2 separate regions of the Bos taurus genome follow, and region 1 is linked to region 2. A link is a contact called in public Hi-C data. All regions are on one chromosome and are shown on one strand. The core of a region is the stretch at or near the end of the contact, and the rest is flanking DNA. Distances in the headings are between cores, read along the strand shown. Region 1 overlaps IL17D (interleukin 17D). Region 2 holds the start of XPO4 (exportin 4).

Region 1 (6,483 bases), core at 2,136-4,635, 130 kb before region 2:
TGTTCTAATTTAATTCTTTTACATGCTTTCCCAGCAGTGCTTATTGAACAGACTGTCGTTTCACCATTGTGTATTCTTGCCTCCTTTGTTGTAGATGAGTTGATCATAGGTGTGTGGGTCTATTTCTGGGTTCTCTGCCCTGTTCCATTGAGCTATATGTCTGTTTTTGTGCCAATACCATTCTGTTTTGATTACAGTAGCTTTGTAGTATAGTCTGAAGTCAGGGAGTGTGATTATTACAGCTTTGTTTTTCTTTCTCAAGAGTAAGATCTTTTGTATTTCCATGTGAATTTTAAAAATTTCTTGTTCCAGTTCTATGAAAAATGCCATTGGGTAATTTGATAGGGATTGTATTGAATCTCTATATTGCCTTGGGTAGGTAGTACAGTTATCTAAAAAATACTCTTCCAATCCAAGAACATGTTCTGTCTTTCCATCTGTTTGTATCATCTTTTATTTCCTTCATCAGCATCTTATAGTTTTCAGAGTACAGGTTTTTTGCCTCCTTAGGTAGATTTACTCCTAGGTATTTTATTCTTTTTTGATGAGATGGTAAATGGGATTGTTTCTTGAATTTCTCTTTCTAATATTTTGTTTAGTTAGAATATCAGTCAGTTCAGTTGCTCAGTCATGTCTGACTCTTAGCGACCCCCTGGACTGCAGCTTGCCAGGCTTCCCTGTCCATCACCAACTCCTGGAGCTTGCTCAAACTCATGTACATTGAGTTGGTGATGCCATCCAACCATCTCCTTCTCTGTTGTCCCCTTCTCCTGCCTTCAATCTTTCCCAGCATCAGGGTCTTTTCTAATGAGTCAGTTCTTTGCATCATATGACCATAGTATTGGAGCTTTAGCATCAGTCCTTCCAATGAATATTCAGGACTGATTTCCTTTAGGATTGACTGGTTTGATCTCCTTGCAGTCCAAGGGACTCTCAAGAGTCTTCTCCAACACCACAGTTCAAAAGCATCAATTCTTTGGCACTCAGCTTTCTTTATAGTCCAACTATTTCACATCCATACATGACTATTGGAAAAACCATAGCTCTGACTAGATGGAGCTTTGTTGGCAAAGCATGTCTGTTTGTTAATATGCTGTCTAGATTTGTCATAGCTTTTCTTCCAAGGAGCAAGTGTCTTAATTTCATGGCTGCAGTCACCATCTGCAGTGATTTTGGAGCCCCCCAAAATAGTCTGTCACTGTTTCCATTGTTTCCCCATCTAGAGTATAGGAATGTATATTTTGTATCCTGAAAGTCTAAAAATTTTTTGTTTAGTTATTATTTTGTAAAATATTGGTTGTGCTGGGTCTTCATTGCTGCCCAGGCTTTTTCTCTAGTTGTGACGATGGGGCTACTCTGCAGTTGTGGTGTGTGGGCTTCTCATTGCGGTGGCTTCTCTTGTTGCGGAGTGAAGGCTCTGGGGTGCATGGGCTCAGTAGTTGTGGTTCCCGGGCTCTAGAGCACAGACTCAGGAGTTGTGGCCCTGAGGCATGTGGGATATTCCCAACCCAGGGAGTGAACCTGCATCTCTTCCATTGGCAGGCCAATTTATTACCATTGAATCACCTGGGAAGCCCTGTATCCTGACACTTGACCAAATTCACGGAGTCTAGTAGTTTTCTGGTAGTGTCTTTAGGATTTTCTATGTATAGTATCTTGCTTCTGTGTATAGCCTGAGTGTCATTACCTTCAGTCATAGAGCATCTTTCCTGGTAGGTTCTGGTCTGTGTTATCAGTAGCTGCTCTGTAAATGTTTGTCATTTTGGTGTAAATGTTTGTCATTTTGGTGTGCCTGTGAGAGGACATGAGTTCGTGGTCTTCCTGCTCCACCATCATGGCCAAGCTCCAAAAAAAGGGGTTGGGCAAAGCATCTGAATTTTACAGTGGAAAGCAGAAAGGGAAATTTACCAGTCATGAGGAAAGAGCAGACACTGGAGAAACGGAGCTTCAGTGGGTCATGACAGCCGCCCATTTCCCAAGAGCCTTGGCTTGGCGGGAACCGTGCGCTCTCACAGGCTGCACGGAGGTCAGAGCCCTGGGACCCAGAGCCTGGGTGTACGGGGCGGGGGCCCAGCCAGGATGCAGGTGCAGAGGCCACTGTTCCCCTGCTGTGCTCCCACCCATGGGCTCTTAGAAAAGCAACATTCAGCCTCCAGAATAGAAAAATATTTTCTCATTTACTTTGTGGCATCCTGTTTATTTCTCTTAAGCTTAGAAACAAATATGACAAAAATAAAATCAGTGTGGTTGCTCAATAGATATTTTTAAGCTACACTGACATATTAAGGAACCTATTATAAGAACACAGGTTTATTAGGGTTTAAAGATACACACTGCTGTATTGACTCCCCAAAGATAAATACCCTCCAACACGCTGTGTAATTTTTACTTGTTTATATTCCTCAATTTTGGGTATAGTCTAAAGATAACTTTCCTTTGGGGTTTATATTTTTAGGCTTTGCTACTTTTCTTTGTTGATTCCTCCTGGATCTTTAAGTCACCACACCTACATTTATTCTGTAGTAGACAAGCGCATGGATCAAGCAGCAGCTCGGGAATAAACGGAGGGAGAAAGCAGCAGAACAGGGAGGGGGGCGGACCAGCAGGGGAGGCCGAGGACCTGACAGGCGGGGTGGGGGCCGCCATCTGTGGGGCCGGGGGGATGAGCCTGCCTGGGGGACCTGCACGGGCGTCCCGGGGTTAGGGGGCGGTGGCAAAGTGGAATTTTCCCACGAGAACTCAGTTGGCTCTGCTCTCTGCACCCCAAACTCTGTGCAGGTAACTGGGGAGCAGGGGTGGAACACCAAAAGCTTTTGGAGGGGGTCACCCCTGTCCCAGCCAGGCCAGCAGGGTGCCCACAGGGGTCATCCTCATTCCCACGAGCCCCTCAGTGGGTGTTTGTTGATGTTGGTTTCAGGAGGTTGAAACAGGTGCTCTCTCCCCCAACCCCCACCCCCGACCCCACGTCAGCCGCCCTCCTCGCAGTGCCCCCTCGTGGAATCCACTGCCCAGGGCTATGCCCTGGACATCATTTTTTCTTCACTGTAAAAGAACTGTAAAATTGTAAATAATATTTTTTTTTTCGTATTTATTTGGCTGTGCGGGGTCTTAGTAGTGGCGTGTGGAGTCTAGTTCGACCAGGAATTGAACCCAGGTCCCCTGCACTGGGAGCATGGAGTCTTAGCCACTGGATCACCAGGGAAGTCCCGGTAAAAGAATATTAAGTGGAGTAGAGAGGTAGAGAGCCTGACGCTGGGGACAGCCCTCCCCTTTCTTAGTCTCCCTGCTTAGCTTTGTCTCTAAGACCTCCCTCCCCTAGTGCAGGGTCAGACCCGTGTTCAGGCACCTAGGGCACGGTGCCCATGGGCAGGAGTGGGGCTCCCAGGGGTGGCCGCTAGGGGGCAGCACCGGCCCACCCGCCCTCAGCCCTTGCGTCTTTGAACCTGGGGAGCCATGTCTCTGTCTCCTTTGCAAGTTCACTGCCGCCTGGGGCTGTTTCACTGTCCTAATGACTTAGAAAGGAAGCTTTCAGCCCTCACCGGGGTCTGTGTCTTGTCTACACATCGTCCCGGGCGCTGAGTCCTTTCTGTTACGAAGGGCAGGGAGGGAGGGAGAAGAGGGCCAGGCGGGTGGCCTCCAGCCACAGCATGTGACACATAGGGGTGGGGGCGGGCATCCTCAGACTCCGAGGTAGAGAAAGGACAAGCTCATTGTTGAAACCTGCTTGTTAAATGTTGGCGTGACTCCCTGGCATATTTTTACGGATAAATGACTTTAATAAGTCAAGATCCTGTATCGTTTTTCTTTTTCTCCAAGCTTCTCAGAGCACAGCAGGCTTGGCTCCAGCCACCACTGTTTGAGAGTAAAAATACAAGTGCCATTGGGAGCCTTGTCACAGGGTGAGAGTGTTGTGCCTTAAAGGTTGTCTTCTCCGACTGCTGGGTTTTGCTCTACGTGGTTTCCTTGGGTGCATGACTGTTCCATGACGTAGTCACTTCTCAGATCCTGATGTCCGGATACAGTGTCTGTGCTCTTCAGGCCAACATGGGGCCGTGCAGGCAGAGGGTGGACAAACTCTTGGCATCCATCTTCCAGAGCCGCCTGGTGAGGCTTGGAGGAGGGCGGTGCGTGCGCTGCCCCCAGCTGACGAGGTCAGGGAGACGGTAACCTTCCAGAAGCTCCTCACGAGGGGGTGTCCTGCCCGCTCACCCCAGGGACAGCGCGAGAACATGGCTCCGACCCCAGATTCTGCTGCTTCCCTGGAGCCTCTGTGGCAAGAGTTCTGTTTTCCTTTGAAGAGACCTGCTGGCTGCCCAGAATGCGTGGCATCTGCCCCGAGGGAGGAGACGGCCAGGGACTTCTGGCTTACCTGGCCCCTTCTCTGTCCCTGGGCAGCTCTTGGTCCTCCAGTGTCTCCGGGCTCTTCCCTGACCTCCAGGTGGGCGCGTCTGCTGTGGCCTCAGTGGGTTCACCCTTTCCAAGACCCCCGGTGGTGGGGCTGAGCCCCGGGGAGCCTCCGGTCCCCCTGCAGGGATGGGAATGGGGACCAGCCTGGCGGGCAGAGAACCCCATGGGTCTGGCTCAGCTTCAGGATGGCAGCATGGTGGCCTCGGCCTGGGGTGATTGACCCTGGCTGTCCTCACCGGCATGGGGCCAGGTGCTCCCAAGGGGTGGCCTCGGGGTCTGAGTGGGTCAGGCCTGCTGCCCTCCCCACGGCCCTCCCCTGGGATGCACCACCCAGGTTCCTGTCAGGCAGGGCCATGTCGAAGGCCTGTCTGGCTTGGCCTAAGTGCCGGTGCTGAGGTCTTTTGTCCCCTCGTCCCCTTCCCTCCCCCCAGCTGTGGGGCCTTTTCCACAGAGAACCACAGACCCCATCTTGGTGCTTCGTGGCCTCAGACCTGGGCCTGGTGCCCTCCGCTTGGCTGGGCAGGATTGTCTAGGGGGCTTTCAGGCCTGGCCCTGGGCTGAGCTCCAAGCCCTGGGGAGGGCTCAACTGCCTGGCTATGTCTGGCAGTCTCAGCGCCACTCTGTCCATGCTGGGTTAGCAGTGGCCTTGAGCTCTAGTTAGACTCCTCGGCTGGGGTGTCCCAGCGGGTGGTGGGGGGCATCCTGAGATGGAAGTGTATCGGAAAACGCTCCCCACCTCCGAGGTGCCTGGGGCTACAGCCCAGCTGGGGGGCTTCTGTCCTGGGCCTCCTGGTGGCTAGAGGGCTGAGCTCCTGGGTGTGGCCTGAAGGGTGAGAAGTCAGGGCTGTCACAGGCCCCACGTCACCATGTGCTTCTGGAAACCAGTTTGGAAGCCTGGTTTCTGCCCCAGTTGCACCCATGCAGGAGACGTTCCGGCTCTTGGGAAGGGAACATGCCCCCTAAACTTCCCCAAGGGCCACTGCTGTTACTAGCTGTTACCTTGATGGCTGGTGGGAGGTCCCCCTGTCCTTCCCCATCACGGTCTAGGCTATTCTGGGCCCTTTTCTGTCTGTGTGAATTTTAGGGTCAGCTTGCCAAGTTTTAAAAGAGATTGACAAGAACTGCACGACTTGACAGATTACTTTGGGCAGAGTCTCTGATACCTTGGAACCTCGGGATTACAGGCATCTTTTTTAAGCAGAAAACATTGGTAAAAATGTAACTTTATCAGTCCTGCCTTCAGGAAGCTGGGGGACCTCCACTTTGCCGAGAACCAGTGGGAGTGACGTGCCCCTTTTGCTGGTTGGTATCCAGGTCAGAATGAAATTGTAGGTTCAGGACCCTCATTCCAGGCCACCCCTTTAAGAAAGTCTGTTGACCTTGGGATCTGGGGACCCTGGGCTGTTGAGGCCACTTCCTCCAGTGCTTGTGGCGGAGGGCCTTTCCCCACTTCTTCCCGGCTTTGGGGTCTGGGGTCTTGAGACTGACTGCTGTGAAAGAGACGACCCCACAGCCTCTGTTGTTTGTGGACTAGTTTGTGTTTTGCAAAGAGGGAGGGTGGGTTTGTGCACTGACTCGGCAGCTCTGTCCTCGACCTGCTCACCGTCCTCATGAGCTGCTTCAAATTGTTTCCTATGGTCTGGGGCCCGGCGGCTTTTCCTGGCCCTGCCGTCACCCACATTCCTCTGGGCTCGGTTTCCATCCCCTCCTCACGTCCTTTGTTCCTGGATTAAGCCGGCCAGCTGTCGCTGCCTCCGGCCAAGCTTCACATGTGGGTCCCAGCAGAGGAGACCTGGCCCGGTTCCCGTTCCCCTAGGCGGGCGCGCACGCAGAGCAGCTCTGTGGTATGTCCTTGTTGGTGACAGGGACAACCCCTCTGGTGGCTCTTGATGGCAGTGTTCTTCACAAAGTGCTCCAGTCAAGAGTCTTTCTGGGATCTTAAGGCAGGAGGTTGCGGGGGATCCGCTTGAATGTGCATCTGTTCTGTGTCCCGAGGCATCTGGGTCCCTCCCCTCTCCCCGCTGTGGTCCCCACAGGCCCCCTGGTGCTGGGTGCCATGGCATGGATGCGTGGTGC
Region 2 (6,958 bases), core at 373-2,872:
GCCACTAAGTAATTATGTAACCTGGCTACTTAAGCTCTCTCTCAACCTTGTAAAGGGGTTGCAAGGATTAACAAAGTATGTAAAGCATCAAGCACAGTGTCTGGAGGGTGATATGCACTCAGTTACTAGTATTTACTAGACTCTTCTCCCCTACTCCCTTACAGGTGATAAGAATAGCTTTGCAGGGAAGAGAAAAGGTCCTACCAAGCACAAATACTAACCAGTACTAAGATCAACAATGAAGGACAACTATTTTATATTAATCTCCATGAGAACTAAAGCAGTGTTGGGGTGGGGGGGGTCACATACTCCTTCTAAAGTCTAATGAAAACGAGGCCTTTACCTTATAGAAAATTTCCAGATATCTCAGGAAACGCTCTAAGTCAGAAATTTTAAGAACATGGTATTTAAGGGGAATAATAGCTAGTTTTTTCCTGGACTTAAGTTGCAAGAGTCTGAAAACGTTCCCTAAGTCACTTTTTGTGATAAAAACGATTCACCTAACTTCGTTCATATTGCGGCAAGTAAACCCAGCTTTAATTAAACTTCTCAGCTTCATAAGCTAAATTTCATAAGCTATCTGGTCTTGGGTGTGAAAACAAAACTTGATAAAAGGAACTAAAAACTATATGAGAATTAGTTCAAATGTCTTTAAATGTGATGTAACCCGAACACCGAACCAAAAGGGGGTAAAAGGTGCAAAAAGGTACCGAAGATTGCTGCATCCAATTCTTAGGAAGGCTATTTGTCATTCAAGGAATCAAGTCTCTAACTTCCAAAGAAATCTACAAACACGGAAGTCGTGGTTTACAAAAACAAAACTGAGCCAGCAAATAGTTTACTGAGTAACTAAACATGGTTTATCCTTGCTTCTACTCTAAGTGGAATGCCTTACTCTTTGACTCGGCCTCACCTTCTCGAGTAGGTAATAACCTACTGACTAAATTGTTCTGTTCATTGTACTGCAGCAGGAAAAAGTCCAGCAGAGCTGCACACCCAACTCTCCACAACGCACGACCCGCACGGAGCTCGGTCCCAGACAAAGTTCTGTCCCAATGACCTTGGTCCTAGGATATTCCTCCCTCCCTCCCGCCGTTCCTTCCTTGTGCGGGCGGCTGCGACTGCCCAGCCGCGGTCGCAGGTGGGAGAAAGCGCTCGGGGACCCAAAGGCACGAGCGGAACCACAGCTGCAGACGGCACCCGGGCCATGCCAGCCCTCCATCGGCACCCGCTCCCCAGCGGCGCGCACAGCCCCGACCTAGCGCCCGCCTCCCCCCGACCCCAAGCGGAGGGCCGGGGCTCACGAAGCATTTCTCCGGCCCCACTCGGTGGAGCGGCTGGGGCGCCGCACAGCCAGGGAGCGGACAGTCCGGCCAGGGGCGCAGAGACAGGAGCGCAGGCGGAGGAGAGTCCTGCGCCACGCCACCGCCGCCTGCTCCAGCTCTGGGCTCCCGGGAGGCCCCAGCCGGTGGCCAGTCCGGCGGGGGCCAAGGCCGAGCACGGCAGCGCCGCCAGAGACCGCGGGCGCGGGGCGCGGGGGCGCGAGCACTCACCATCAGAACTTTGGCCGCGTTCTCCAGCTGAGCGATCACTTCTGGGGGCCCCAGCGCCGCCGCCATCATGGTCTCTCTTCAATGACGCGCCATGCGGTGCATTTTGGGAGCGGGCGCCCGACCGGCCAATCGCGAGATTCCTCGGGCTCGCGCGCTCCCGCCGAGCCGTCGCGGCCGCCGACGTCGACGCGGGGTCGCGGGGTCAGGGCTGCGGGCCGGCGGGCAAGGGCTGCGGGCGCTCCCTCGGGGTTCGTCCGCCCGCTTGCTCGCTCGCTCGCCGCCGGGCCGGGGGCGCCTCCGGCCCTGCCGTGTCCTCTGCGGACGCGTCCCTCTCGGGCAGGGCGGCTTGCGTCCCGCGAGATCGCGTGCTCCGCGCTCGCGTGCCCCCGTGCGGGGCCGACTTCCTGGCGGAGCCGGCGGGCAGGTCCGGCAGAGGGGCTCGGAGTCCAGCTTCCCCACCCGGGCCTGAGAGCGCCCTGTCCGCGCTCGCGCCGGCCCTCACTGCTGAGACCAGGCTCTGTTCTGAGCGACACCTGCATACCTGCTACTAGCTTCCACCTCTTGGTGCCGGTCTGCTTCTTGGGGTACACAGAAAGTCACTTTCGTTTCAGTGTAAGTTCCCTCTGTTGACAACTTCATTTCTTCTTCCAGTTGTAAATAAGCCATAGTTGCGGGTTTTCCCTTTTTTATGTCCCTGCAATAGAATTGCATTGTTAGCTTCTTTGAGAAACGAGTTATTATATTTGGCATCTCTACAACATGAAGTTGAGGAAGTGAGTGAATTAACAAGGTTTTTATGCTTAAGAAACAAAGGAAGTACCTCTTATTTCGTTACAAAAGGGTAAAGTGAGTGCAGTTAATGGCTTTTTAAAAAAATTGTGTGAAATTGGTTCACATAGTGCCTCACATGTAGAAGGCATTCAATAAATATTTCACTAAGTACAAATGTCTGGACTTAATGATTTTACGACTGCTCCATGGTGTGAAGCGATACATATTCATTAGAAACTGTACTTCAAATTTTTATCTCTTCCTGGGCAGCATGTGCGGTCAGATACTCACGTGGTGCACAATCAGTAAGGTGAACAACTGATATCTTAGAAACACTGTTTTTCACTTTCAGTACCGTGTTCACTAAATTAAATGAGACAGTCAACACTTTATTATAAAACAGACTCGCTATTAGATTATTTTGCCCAGCTGGAGGCTAATATAAGTGTTCTGACCACCTTTAATGTAGGTGAGGCTAAGCTGTGAGGTTTGGTAGGTTGGATGTATTAAATGCATTTTCAGCTTATGATGTTTTCAACTTATGATGGGTTTATTGGGACTTAACTCCGTCATAAGCCAAGGAAGATCTGTATAGCAATCTGCAAGATTACAAAGCGTCTCCTTTGTAGCGTCCTGCTACAAAGAGTTATTACTGCAGATCAAAGATACATCTTCAAAAGTGTAGACAAATGAGTATTTTATGACATTAAATGTTTGAGGCATATAATGCTTCAGATTGTGCCCTGTGTTCCAGAGCATTTGTTTTGTGCAGCTACACAAGAACTTTGCATCGAGATGCTCTTTGAGAACGAAGAAGAAAAGGTATCTCTGGTTCCTCTGCCTTTTCTAAAACCAGCTTGAACATCAGGAAGTTCACGGTTCACATAATGGTGAAGCCTGGCTTGGAGAATCTTGAGCATTACTTTACTAGCATGTGAGATGAGTGCAATTGTGCAGTAGTTTGAGCTTTCTTTGGCATTGGGTATGCCTTTAACACCTGTGATGTCCTGGGCTCCAAAAGTGATTAGTTGAATATATTATATACTTTTCCTTGGAAACAGGTTTAGTTTGGGAGATTTGGGGTGGTTTTTTGGTCTGTGTGTGTGTGTGTGTGTGAAGCCATAAACATCTTGTCAACACAAACATGCTGATTGAAATACTTTAGAGCCACAGTTCTCAGAGTGTAGGCTAGGGACACTTACTAAGTCCCAGAACACAAAGGAGTTCCCTAAGATCCTATCAGAGGATCTTGGTCAAAACTATTTTCAGATGGCTATAGTCCTATAGCCATGGATGGATGGCATTACCAAGTCAATGGACATGAACTTGGGCAAACTCCAGGAGATAGTGAGGGACAGGGTGGCCTGGCATGCTGCAGTCCATGGGGTCACAAAGAGTCGGACATGACTGAGCAACTGAACAATAGTCCTATCAGTAACTACTCTGAATTGATTCAACTCCCCAGTCAAGACACAGATTAGCTAAATGGATTAAAAACACAGGATCCAACTATATGTTCCCTCTTATTACTTCTATTCAACATACTAATGGATGTCCTAGCCAAAGCAATTAGATAAGATAAATAAAAGGCATCCAAATCAAAAAGGAAGAAGAATTATCTCTACACAGATGATGTGACCTTATATATAGAAAATCCTAAAGAGTCCACAAAAATCTGTTAGAACTAATCAATGAATTCAGCAAAGTTACAAAATATAAAATCAATTTTAAAATGTCAGTTGCATTTTTATATACTAACAATGAGCCATCAGGAAAGGAAATTAAGAAAACAGTTTCAGGGAATTCCCTGGTGGTCCCATGGTTAAGAACCCACCTTCCACTGCAGGGGACTCAGGTTCCATCCCCGAAGAACAAAGACCCCATGTGCCTCATAGCAATTAAGCCTTTAACCCAGCAAGCCTCAAACACAGCCTGCATGCCACAACAGAGAGCCTGCGTCCCACGTGCTGCAGCTAAGACCCAATGCAGCCAAATAAATACTTGTTTAAAAAAGAAATTTTATCCAAGTCAAAACTACAATGAAGACTTACAGGGAACATAAATTATGTGACAGAGTGAGAGATTATTCTATTTTACTTGAGAGACTCAAGAACAAATCTCTCTTTAAAAAGGCATTTCTAAACCCAAATTAAATGCCCACACTTAATAAAAATAATTCTATATCAACAGAGGACACCTGATCCAGAAAGTGTTAAGGGATCTTATGACCCAAAGTTCTGAAAACTTTGAAGGCAGCAGTATAAAACCGAATTATTATATCAAATTTATAGGAGCGTAATATATTTCTCCAGAAATAAAAACATAAGACCAAAAGGGAACCGTGTCTTTAAAATATTTCCTTGGTACAGAAAGCATATTTCTGCACATATGATATGTCTGAAATGTTACTATTTGGAGTTCTTAAATATTAAATACTTGATTAACATACCACAGTTCTGATGTCTTTCAAAGTAACTGTAAACAGCAGTGCTCTATCCCTCCTGTTCTCACAACATATCATCTTGAAATTTACTTCTAAACCAGTTTAACCAAGTACAATATCCCATCTTCCTTATAAAGTTGAATGTTATAAGGCATCCATCCCATTAAAGTTTTTGAGACTGGGATGAAGACCTCTTTTCCAAAGAGGTCTCTGGAATTCCCCCAACAACCCAGCAACCTAAAGGCATGAGTTGCATCTGATTTCCAAAGGCTTTACCCAAGCCCCCTGCTGCTGGGGAGCCTCCAGGTACTCAGCCGGCCAGAGGCTCAGTCCAAGGGGCGACCACCTAAGGGGCTACTGTGCCATCGCAGCGCATGATGTCATGGTGTGGAAAGGCCATTCGAGGGTAGGGGCTTCCTCACCTGGAAAACAGAAATTGTAGATGTGTCAGGGGTAAGACTGGGAAGATGCCATGGAGAAGGTGGCAAAGGGCTGCTGCAGTTTGTCAGGGTTCAGAGCCTGGAGCTCTGGCAGAGCAGAGGGCAGGGGTCTAGGCGGGGCAGAGGGGAGCCTCAGCCTGGGACCAAGTTCCTCTTAAGCAGGCCTGATCAGGCTCTTCAAATGATGCCACAGGACTGACATTTCAAGATGTCCTCTGCTCATGGAGAAGAATCAGAGCCAAAGCTGCTGGCAGTGGACAGAGGACTGCCCAGCTGGGCTTCTGCCGCAAGTTCTTGGGAGTGGGGCCTGGAGGGGGCCTCCCGTCCCAAGGAGTTGGCTTGTCTGAGAATAGCAACTAGGACTCGGTTCCTGCCCCAGTCGCAGGGGCCCGAGCCCTGTGACCAGGAACTGACAGTGACACCTGCCTGAATTCTGACAGAAAAGAGGCTGGTGGAGGTGGTTGCTAATAGACGCCCCAGGAGTCCATCACTAGCCCCCAGAGATGATCTGGGGGGTTCTCAGTAGAGCTCTGCTTTGTTCTGAATGTTTTAAGACAACAAGAGATTGGCAAAAGTAGGGCTTGATTTATAAATGTCCTGAAGCCGTTCCTGTCCCTGTTAGTGGTGTTTGTCCTCTGACCTGTGGGCAGCCCTGGGCCTGTGCAGAGGTGTCCTACCATCCCCACCCAGCTGTCATCTCACTTTGAGCCCTGAGGGCATCCTCCAACAAGATACAGATGTCATAAACAATGGCATTTGGATCCTCTAATCTGAACATTCTGGGCCATTATTGATGGCAACTTTGCCAAATGTTCCAAAATAGTCTGATCCTTTTAAAGCCTCTAATAAGCTGGGCAAGAGGAGGACTCACAGCAAAGATGATGTTTGTCCAGTGCAGACACCGTGGCTTCTGACTTCTCTTGTTTTGTGTCTGTGTTTTCCTCATTCTTTATCCTCCTCCATTCTTCCTGGGAGGGTGGGCTGTTACCACAGGGTCTTCTGGACTGTCCCTCTACCTGCCGGACCAAGCCCTGTGTCATCAGTGCAGACCTGATGCACCCAGCAGCCACAGGGGTGAGGGCCTGCCTCACAGACGCCCAGAGAGCAGCCACTCCTCACCCGCCCGCTCAGACAGCCCAGCCAGGAGCCTGCCCAGTGGGGCCTTCAATACTTATTAAGAGCATGAAGGCTCTAAACAAGACTTCAAGAACCAACCTGCTGCTGTGGCAAACGCACCAACCAGGAAGAGTGTCCTCTGACATGTCTAGAGAGAAGGAAAAGGGTATTTGGCAACTACTGATTTGCCTGCTTTTTTGACAGCCTTGGCTAGCTTGGTCCCATTGTCCCCAAGACCAGTCGCCCCACTGCACCTGGCCTCTGCCCCGCAACTGCTGCCCTCCCGCCAGCAGCCTTCCTGCCTCCTACTGCGACTGCAGTCCTGTGCAGGCCTTCAACACAGGGCTAGCCCACACCCTCTCAAAGACTGCCCCGTGGGGCCCTGTCGGCTCTCCTGACTCGGGCCTTGCATGTTTACCTAAAAGGAAGAAAGGGTCCTGGGTCCTGGTTTAAGTAAAACTGTTCTTTCTGTAGCCTTAAAATAATTTTCTTTCCAAGTTCGATGAAAATGACGACTATGGAACTTATTCACAGAATCAGCTAATTCTGTCTGTTTTATATAGTTTGTCCTGCAAAAAATCTGTGATAAATTTATGAAGAGACTAGGACTTCCCTAAAAATCCTGCCTGCTGCAA

What was found. A called contact is a pair of places that touch in the nucleus more often than the background predicts.
Region 1: a Hi-C map of skeletal muscle shows a contact between it and region 2, with 4 times the contacts expected there. The contact joins the enhancer-like site here to the promoter of XPO4 in region 2. A contact is called at or near these places in 3 of 11 Hi-C or Micro-C datasets (liver, skeletal muscle and skin fibroblasts).

The regions. Positions count from the first base shown.
Region 1 is chr12:35,826,258-35,832,740 of ARS-UCD2.0, reverse strand. All of the region lies in intron 2 of IL17D (interleukin 17D), which reads left to right. LOC132346770 (a long non-coding RNA gene) reads left to right here. Exons shown (of 3, transcript XR_009496720.1): 3 at 1-3,071. Among named protein-coding and RNA genes, the nearest start is that of IL17D, 19 kb to the left of the region's middle. Within about 2 kb of position 3,385, at least 30 of the 102 cell types and tissues checked have an H3K27ac peak or open chromatin away from gene starts, as enhancers often do. A contact at or near this core is called in liver and skeletal muscle, where this site is marked.
Region 2 is chr12:35,695,566-35,702,523 of ARS-UCD2.0, reverse strand. It overlaps XPO4 (exportin 4), which reads right to left and starts at 1,622. Exons shown (of 23, transcript NM_001098889.2): 1 at 1,554-1,622. The coding sequence starts at 1,622. It overlaps LATS2 (large tumor suppressor kinase 2), which reads right to left. Exons shown (of 10, transcript XR_003037539.2): 8 at 6,079-6,223; 9 at 5,044-5,189; 10 at 2,174-2,247.